Linked DNA regions of Mus musculus: region 1 is linked to region 2. Evidence: chromatin contacts called from public Hi-C data. All regions are on one chromosome and are shown on one strand. Each heading gives the region's core, a stretch centred on a gene start, on an enhancer-like site or on the middle of the called end of the contact. The rest is flanking DNA. Distances are from core to core; before and after follow the strand shown.

Region 1 (4,629 bases), core at 690-3,189, 140 kb before region 2:
TCCTGTGCCAGTGTGGGAGGTGCATTCTCTAGCCCTACAGCAGCCATTGTCCCTCCAAAGATAAACAGGGATTTTTAGGAACTAACATGCATCAACATTTTGGATGATGGCATACACCTATAATCTTAGAACTTAGGAGGTGGAGACAGAGTATCATTATCTCAGCTACTTTTTGTTTGCTGTAACAAGACACCATGACCAAGGCAACTTATAAAAGAAAGCATTTAATTTGCGTGGTCACTGTCCCAAAGGGTTAGGGTTAATGGTCATTGTGGTGGAAAACATAGCAGCAGACAGGCAGGCATGGAGCTAGTGTAATAGCTGAGAGCTCACATCTGACCCATAAGCACAAAGCCATAAGAGCTGACTGGGTTTTTGAAATTTCAAACCCCACCCCCAGTGACACACCTCCTCCAGCAAGACTGTGCCTCGTAATCCTTCCCAAATAGTTTCACCAGCTGAGGCCTGAGCATTCAAAAGTATGAGAATATGGGAGCAATACTCATTCAAATAACCATGGATTTCAGTCTGTCCTGGCACACATAGCAAGACTCAAGGGGAAAATTTTTCAAAAGAACAAAAGTACAGGATAAGAAAAAAATAAAAGAGATTGGCTCAGAGGTCAGAAGAGCACTTCCTGTTCATCCAGAGGACCTGAGTTCAGTTCCCAGCACCCATATCAGATCATTCACAACTTCCTGTAATTCCCACTCCAGGGGAGCCCTCTTCTAGCCTCCATGGGCACATGTAGTCATCTGTATACACATACCCTCACACAGATATTTGCATACACACATAATAAATATTAATTTTAAAAAGCCAGGTGTAGTGGCACCCGTCTTTAATTCCAGAAGTTGGGAGGCAGAGGCAAGCCTGATCTTTGTGAGTTTAAAGCCTGCCTGGTCTACAGAGTGAGTTCCAGGACAGCCAGGGCTACACAGTGAAATGTAAAATTTTTCAAAGTTCATTTTTCCTCACAGTCCCTGCTCTCAGAATGACAGCTCCGAGAATAATTTATTAGTAGATTCCTTGGCCACAAGCTTTGGCTCATTCTCTGACTATCTTGTAACTTAGTTAACCCATTCAGGCTATGTCTTCCACATGGTTAGTTACCTCCCCTTCAGTCCCAATCTGCCTTTCCCTTAGTATCTCTCTCAGGGTCTCCCCCAGCGCCTCTCTCCAATCTCTTCCGTGTCTCTCCCTGTGTCTTCTTTCATCCTCTTATGATTTCCAAGAATCCTCTTTCTTTCCTCCCGTGTCCCACTTCCTAATTCCTGCCTCAGTTCCTTGGCCATTGGCTTGTATAAGAGATTCTCTCTATGGTGAGATTCTGTCTGGAGGCAAGCTGGGGGGGGGGGGGGTAGCAGCAAGTGCTAAATAGAAACAAACTCGTATTTTCAATGACAAGCTTTTTGCTATCGCAAGAAGCTATGTAATGATGAATCAAGGATTCTATCCTCTCAGGTGAGCCCTCCCCAGCGCCTGGTGTTAAGGACCCCAGATGGGTCCTCTGTGTCTCAAAGGGCTTGTCTCTTACCTGGTTCTGGAAAAACAGCCCAGTTTCCTGTGTAGGAGCTCAGGAGCACCTCCTCACTGTGGCCCAAGAAATGTCCTCCTTTCCATCACTTGCCTTTGGTTCCGTGACTCAACTATATAAGACTGATTTGCCCCAACAGTCAGGCCAACTCAAGGAAGTCTTACCCCGCTACCAGATCCAGCCATGGCCCTTACACCCTTCCCTCTCCATGCAGCCCCACTGAAAGCCTGAAAAAGTCAGTACTGAGTCCACTTTGCCACAGACCTGGCTGGCGGCAGAGACAGATGTACAAGGCTTGAGTGGCTTTCTGTGCCAAGTCATTCCTGCTCCTGAATGTGGCCAGACTACATGGTAATGGGGACTTGAATCAGTCCCAGCTTACACATGCTGCCGCCCCCACCACCCAACAATCCCACCACCTGCTGCATATGCCCTGTCATCTGAGGGAGACCGCAGATGCTGCCAGTGTGCCGCAAGGGGAGCGGCAGAGTGGCAGGCTAGCTCTGGGAAATGTCATCATTTATTGCTTTTCCCAGTCTGTGTCAACCTTAAGCAAGCAGACGTTCCAAGTGACAATAAAGTTATTTTCTCGTTTCCCGGGGTCCTGGACCCAGTAATAACATCTTCCTGAAGGGCAATGGGTCTGTCTTTAACCTTGCCCTCTTTGGCAGGTGCGTATTCTAGAGGCTTCCAGCAGCAACCTGGGGGTTGTGCACTCCCTCTGCGTGAATGGCCGCTTTCCCTTCTGGGAAAGTGACAGGTCCCTGCTCTGGCTCAGCCAGTGTGGGTGTCTTTTCTCTCCACCAGCTCCTCTGGAAACCCACTAAGTTATCTTAATTACCATTCCTCCCCACTCTCTGCCAAGAATTGGGGAGATTTATAATTGGATCAGTCAAATATTTACTGTGGTTTATTTCTTTGCCACTCCAGCTCTCGTAAAAGTTGCATTTTCATGCCATTTGGGGGCATGACTGATGGTTCACAGACACAACCCTCTCGTGGCATGTTAGCTGGGGTTGTTTCTCCAAGGTCAGACAGCATGACAGACAGACAGGCAGGCAGATAGACAGACACAGACAACAAAGACAGAAACAGAGAGAAAGAGAGAGAGAGAGAGAGAGAGAGAGAGAGAGAGAGAGAGAGCGAACAGGCTTTGAGGAAGAGGGACAGTGTTTATTCCAGGGTGTTAGACTGTTCCCCTTCTCCACTTGTTTGCTGGCCTTGTCTCCACAAGCCACCTGTGTCTCTTCTGTTATGACTGGATTACGTGCTTCTAATGCCCTTCAGGGCAACTGCAAACCTATTAGAATGTGTCATGCCATGACCTTTATAGCCAGCTAAGCAGAGCCTGGTCCCTGCGTGTCTCCATTTCCTGAATGGATTTCTACACGTTCCTGGAACAGAGAAATCAGCTAGTCCTAGTCCTGAGCCTGAGTTATCCACCCTCAGTGGAGATGGAGCTCTAGCCAGACTTCTGGAAATGATGTTCTCATAATCTCACCCCTCTGCCAAGTACATTGGCAGATCCCTGTCTGGAGCCACATCCTAGAGAGCAGAGGCACCCTGGACCAGCATGCCTCCCCTACCTCGCAGCTCCTTGCTGGCTCCTGGTTCCTGCCCTGCACTGCAGTCTCTGCCCTTGGCTCCAGAGGCCCACCTTGTGGTTTTGGCCCTTCCCTGAATCGCAGCAGCAATGAGTGATGTCTGTGCTGTGTCCGCCTGTGAGTAGAGAAGCCAGATGTTTCACAGAAGAGGACCAGGTGTGTCAGCTGAGATGCTCCATGGGCAAACCGGGAGAGACACTACAGATAACAGAGTTTCAGTTTCACCAATGGATGACTCTGCCATGCTCTCCTGGGTGAGCCATCCTCTTTTTGCCGGATGAGAAATGAGAACAAGGCTGGAATCTGCTGCCATCTTGGGGAGTACACAGGGAAGGGAAAGAAGAGTGGAGCAGAGAAGTCCTTGGTGCCGTTTCAATTCACCAACAATTATGGATAGAGAGTCCCTGCTACAATTCCAGCATCTTCTCCAGATGCTAATTGTAACACCCAGGTCACAGCTACCGTGGGCACTGCTGTCTTGAGTTGTACACTCAGGAAAAGAGAGAGGGTATGTGAGAGATGCCCAGGGTACCTGATGTCAGCATTAGGATTCTGTGGCTTGTGCTCCATTGTCCTAAATGGTCCTATGTCCAGCTATAGTGACTACAGAACCATAGTGATCTCTGCCACAGAGGCCACCAAGTTACACTGTCAAAGAAGGAAGGAAATGACGCAAGATACGGTACAGAGCCTGCGCACATCATCAGGCTAATGAACTGGGATACACCTCTCAAATCTTGATGACCATGACCGCTGTGAATTTTCAGCTGTCTGGCCCACTGCCCACAGTTACACGCATGTTCTGACTGGTTGTTCCAGGTTGCCTACAGCTCTACTCTTCTCTCCCATTTAAGACAGCACTGTAGAAGAGGGAAGTAAAAATAACCACTCGAGACAAAACTTATTTCATTCCCAGTTTGGTTCCCTCCACAACTTTACATTCCCGCATTCACCAACTTGCTATTTTATTCATTGGATATTTGATAGAGGAGTGGCTTTTAACAAAGATGGCTGATGTCATGGCCGCACAATTCGCACACGTAGAGCTTGCAGTTCCAGGCATGGCGCATATCATCGGCTCAGTTCATTCTTAGAGCGGCATTTTGCTGTGGATGCTATTGTTGCACCTACTACCAAGACAAGAAGACAGAGGCCTGGGCCTTTGATAGCTCACACAAAGTCCCAGCAAGCAAGTGGAGGGCAGAGCTCAGACGCTCACCCAGGTAAGCGACCCCTGGAGTTCTCACACTAAACACTCCAGCAGGCGCTGAGTCCCTGTGCCTGCAGCTTACATCCTTCTTCGTGGACTAATGATGGGCATAAGAAACAAATGTCTCACTTAGGGAGCGATAAGCTAAGAGCTTAGGAAGCGATGAAGCGCATAAAGGGATGCAGAAGTGAGGTATGTGGGCCACCGTATCTTGTCTCACCCTCCCATCGTGCCTTGTATGAAAACCCACAACTGGCAGATTTCCCCTTAAATGAAAA
Region 2 (4,654 bases), core at 304-2,803:
TCGTGTTTATGCAAATCAAAACACAGTTTTATCTATCAACACCTCAACATTTAATTGTCTGGTGTTCGTTCCTGTAACAATAATCACATATCCATTTAGCTCTCTTAAATGAAAATCACTATGAGATTATAACAGGTTGAGTGGACTGAAAATGTAATTTGAAAATGAGGGAGAAAGCCTGGAATTTATTTGCATCTCATTTATTTTAATTCAGTTCATAAACTGTTTAGTGAATGAAATAAAAGAAACTCCTGGAAACGGTGGGGGAGCCGTTGGAGGAAAGGTGTGGGGGAGGAGTGAAGTGCAGTGTGGATTGGGGAACCTTGGTGTGCCCATCCCCCAACCCCCTGGGCTTCTTGAGCTCCCTATAGGAACTTTGTAGCCCTAAACTAGCCACATCTGTTGGCCCCCACAGCAACCAGGCTGTCCCAGAGCAGGGAGATCTGGACTTCTTCTCTCCCTCCCTGTGGCCAGCCTTGGCGTCTCCTTTTACTCCTTCTCTGTCATCCCATGAGGCCAAGCATCTTGCATCCACTTAGACAAGAGTTTAATGATTGCCCAGTCTTTGTTTAGCACCTCGGAATGAGTAGGTTAGAGAACAGGAAAGCCGAGTCCTTCTACCAAGGGAGCTTGAGATCTGGCAAAGAGGATGTTGCAAGAGACACAGTGTTAAACTGGTTCCACCAAGAAAGGGGCACATACGGTGGGTAGCAGCCAGGAACAGGTAATCCATAGCCCAGGTAACAAATAGGCCCTGAAGTTTCAAAAGCTTCACCCATCACAGTCCAAATGAGTCACACAGCAATTCTTAATGATGACGAGACCAAGTTGCTTGACATTGGGGTCCCACCACATCAAGCACACATGGCCCCTGAGGCTTTCTATAGAAGAGGAAAAGTTTGAACACTTCAAGGGAGCATGGCAAGTTAGCATGAATGTGACATGAGTTTCTTCCCCACACCCAGGATAGCACAGTCGGGTTAATCCCAAGGAAGTTTGAAAAATGACCTTTCCGATGGCCAGGGAGAAAATGATAGAAGATTTGGGGAACCCAAGTCAGGGCATGAGGTTCACAAGAAGCCAGGGAGGGCTTCAGGGAAGTCAGAGTTGGTTCTGAAGAGCAGCAGGAATTAGCCAGGCAAGATACAGAAAAGAACTTTCTAAACATCGAAAGACACCCTCAAGGCAGCCAGGATACTGGAGTAGGGGTATCCAGTTCAGAAAACCTCCAAAACTCATGAGACCTGAGAAAAAGTGGCCAGGCCACAAGGAAGGGAATATTATATGAGGCCGGTATTTATCCTGAGGGCCATGGAGAGTTGTCCCAGGGCTTAATTAGTAGAGTGATGTGTGGGGATTGGTGGATTAGAAAGATCTCTCCAGCTTCCCGGGGTGCAGAGGAAGACAGGAGGAGGAGACCAGACAGGAGGAGAGGGACGCCTCAGAGCTGTTACAGTAATGCAAACTAGAAACTGGTCTCCAGCAGGGGAAAAAGAGAGAGAAGCGCAGAGGCCTGAGAGAGTTGCAACACACATGATTAATAGGATTTGGCAGCAAGCCTGGCTGCCGTGCAGTGCTGACTTCCAAGAGGCCTTCCACGTGATCGTGTAGACCAGGAAGGCTGTGCCAGACTCTGAGCCAGCTAATGGAGAAAGGCCAGACACTGAAAACCAAAACAGGTGTGGGAGACAGTGTGACCCCAGCCATGCCTTATAGGATGAAGAGACCAGGCAGGGACATGAAGATGTAGCTGGTCCCGGCATGACATAGGTTGGCCCCCCAGGACAAGAACATCATGAGTCTCAGGAGCTCTAGGAGCACCTGGCCATTGTTACACACTAAACCAGATGGCCTGGCCTCTCCTTAGCACCAGCCAGTTCCTACAAGTGGCCACTTGCGGTTGTGAAGTCCAATGTTGACATGTGTCCAAAATTCCCAGCAAAGAACTTTCCTATAACAGAACAACCAGTGAAGTCCTAACCCCTCTTGGTGACCTGCCTTGTCCTCTGATCAGAAATATGTTTTAGCCAATGAAAGCACCCCACATTCCTCCTGTTAGACTGGGACCATGTAAGATGGCAGTGCCCGTAGATGGAATTAGAAGGATCAGTCCAAGGTCGCGAGAGGCAAAGACTTGTCTCTTTCTTGAAAAAGAGTCCCTCCTGGTGATTTCCTCCGTGCCTCTCACTGATCTGCCTGGCTTTTCAAAGCCAACTGCTTCACAGCAACCCTCAGCTCCCCGAACATGCCACAGCACCATACTGGTGACAAGTGAGGGTGGGAAGATGTGATAAACATGGCCTCTTTAGGCCATGTTTACCAAGTAAATTTTCCCCAAACCTAAAAAGGTAGAAGTTTGAAGGGCACGTGCCCATATCTGTCCAGAATCTATCTATCTGCAAACCATAATAATCACAATAATCATAATCAGGATAGCATGGCAAAATGGGGGCATGCATTGTGTCACACAGCGGGCCACCACGAGGGAGGAGATGGCCCTAGCGACTCCCACATGTCACCCAGTTAACATTGCTCTCCTCTCGCTCCCTCTCAAAGTATTCACTTTGGTTGTTGACCTAATTTTCTTGTACAGTGGGCTGGTACTCTTTTCACACTGGGGAGGGGGGGCGGGGGGGGGCACCAGGGGCAGGGGGAGGGGTCAAAAAGACTTGGCCAAAATCTTACATCATCTCTGCTTAGTAAGACCAGAGGACAGAGTCTCTGCATTAAAAGATTAAAAATTAAAAAAAAAAAAAAGGTCCCACGGAGGAATTGTGATTGGCTTAGCATGGGTGCAGTTCACGTCCCTGCTCCAGTCACTGGTTAGGGAGATGGAGACCTGTGATTGGCCAGTGTCTGGTCACTTGTCCAAACCTGACCCTCACAAGGGAGCCATGTAGCCTGCAGGGGCGGGGGGGGGGGGGCAGGGAAAGCAGTAAATGTATTCTGTGTCCTTCCTCCAAAACCTGACCACAAGGCAAACTAGAAGTGTGGCTCCCACACCCGGGAAGTCTTTCTCCTCAGCTTCTGGGAGAGGCAACGAAAACGAACCTTCCCATTAAGATTTAAAACCCCTTCTCTTTCCTAACATGGATTTGTGCCTGACTCTCTCTAAAAAGCGAGGGCCTATGACACTAGGGTATTTCTTCTTGATTGTGATTTACATAGAAATTGCAAATGCAAGCAACAGCTATACAGGTAGGTATCAGAACAAAAAAATAAAAAAAATTGCTTCCAAGATAATCTTCCATCCGACGCTGATATCAGTGTAAGCAGCGTTCCAATATGAAGTGGGAGTTAGTGATTTTTTTTTTGTTGCTGTATAATTAGTATGACACCACAGTTACATACTGGTGGGCATTGCTTTTACTTGTGTAGGACATCATAACGTCTCGGGACAAGGTTGGGGGTGGGCATGTACGTGTACGTATGACCATACCTTCCTGAACTCAGTTCTGGGGAGGGCCCACGCAGCAGGTCTGTTACCACACTATCTTCTCAAAGGCCTGGATTAGGTCCTTCATGCCTGATGCATGCACTTGTCACCGGCCTAGGCTTTTCTCTATCCAGTTCTTACTGTCGTCTTGACCTAACAGTTACTAACCACTCAGTGTGTATTTGTGGCCAAAACAAACAAGAGCCCACGTGACCTTGAGAACATGACTAGTCTATCCAGAACCATTTGCAGTACCTTGAATTTGAATATTAGTTTAAATTATACGTAATTAGAAGGGCAGCCCTCTGGGCTCACATTAAACCATGAATTCCCTAAGCAAAGAGTACTTCACTCTTGGACAATATATATTGTATTCTAAAGACTTTTGTTGTTGCTGCTGCTGCTGTTGTTGTGTTAAAGATTTGTCTTCAACTGTGTGTGCGTGAGGAGTGTGCGCATGTGCCCTCATTGTCAAGAAGGAGGCATTTAGATTCCCTGAAGTTGGATAACAGGCAGTTGTGAGCAGGAGGCCGGGCATTCAACCCAGGTCCTTAGCACATGCTCTTAGCTGCTGAGCCTTCTCTCCAGCCACCGTGTCGGTAGGTTGTGGTTATGATTTTTTTCCAGAGCCCTCAAGTTTATTTGGAAAAAGGGAAAAGAGAGTTTGTAGACTACCCACCCCCAGTCTGAGACGGCAGTCCCCAAGCTGTTTCTTCCCCCTCTCTACCCATCCCCCTTCTTTCATGGGTAAAGGAACCAGGCTGAGTTAGCTAGGAGGCACCAGGACCTGCAGAGTAGAAATGCAGGACAGAAAACAGGTGAAGGAGAATGGGATGGGGGATAAGGAAGTAGATTTGGGGTGCCCAGGGTAGGAAGGGACAGCTAGCATTGTATACATTCCGAGCCAAGATTGGTGGCTGTGGCATGACCCTGTACCAATGAGTGTGTGACTCTAGGAAGTGTCAGGGGTGGGGCATTTTTTTTTCCTGTTGCTTTTTAAGACGAGGTCTTAATATGTAGCCCAGGATGGCTTCAAATTTCCAATCCTACCGTCTCAACTTCCCAAGCACACAAGCAAGAATCCATTATTCAGGGTGGTATGGGGAGACACACACACACACACACACACACACACACACACCCTAAGTGTTACACACACGCAATGATAAAGCAAATTTCATACAAAACACTGTGGCAATGCTCTGAAGAAAAGCCTGG

Evidence for each region. A called contact is a pair of places that touch in the nucleus more often than the background predicts.
Region 1: a Hi-C map of cerebral cortex shows a contact between it and region 2, with 1.8 times the contacts expected there. The contact joins two enhancer-like sites. A contact is called at or near these places in 6 of 484 Hi-C or Micro-C datasets (the N1E-115 cell line, Sertoli cells, cerebral cortex and 3 more), 1 of 115 datasets of contacts at active chromatin or transcription factors (forebrain) and 1 of 9 other capture datasets (embryonic stem cells).

What each region holds. Positions count from the first base shown.
Region 1 is chr11:36,173,606-36,178,234 of GRCm38.p6, reverse strand. All of the region lies in intron 7 of Tenm2 (teneurin transmembrane protein 2), which reads left to right. Gm46251 (a long non-coding RNA gene) reads right to left here. Exons shown (of 4, transcript XR_003949662.1): 4 at 4,075-4,271. Among named protein-coding and RNA genes, the nearest start is that of Gm46251, 12 kb to the right of the region's middle. Within about 2 kb of position 1,939, at least 8 of the 459 cell types and tissues checked have an H3K27ac peak or open chromatin away from gene starts, as enhancers often do. A contact at or near this core is called in the N1E-115 cell line and cerebral cortex, where this site is marked.
Region 2 is chr11:36,033,455-36,038,108 of GRCm38.p6, reverse strand. The region is part of intron 25 of Tenm2 (teneurin transmembrane protein 2); the gene reads left to right. Among named protein-coding and RNA genes, the nearest start is that of Gm42072, 38 kb to the right of the region's middle. Within about 2 kb of position 1,553, at least 101 of the 459 cell types and tissues checked have an H3K27ac peak or open chromatin away from gene starts, as enhancers often do. A contact at or near this core is called in the N1E-115 cell line and cerebral cortex, where this site is marked.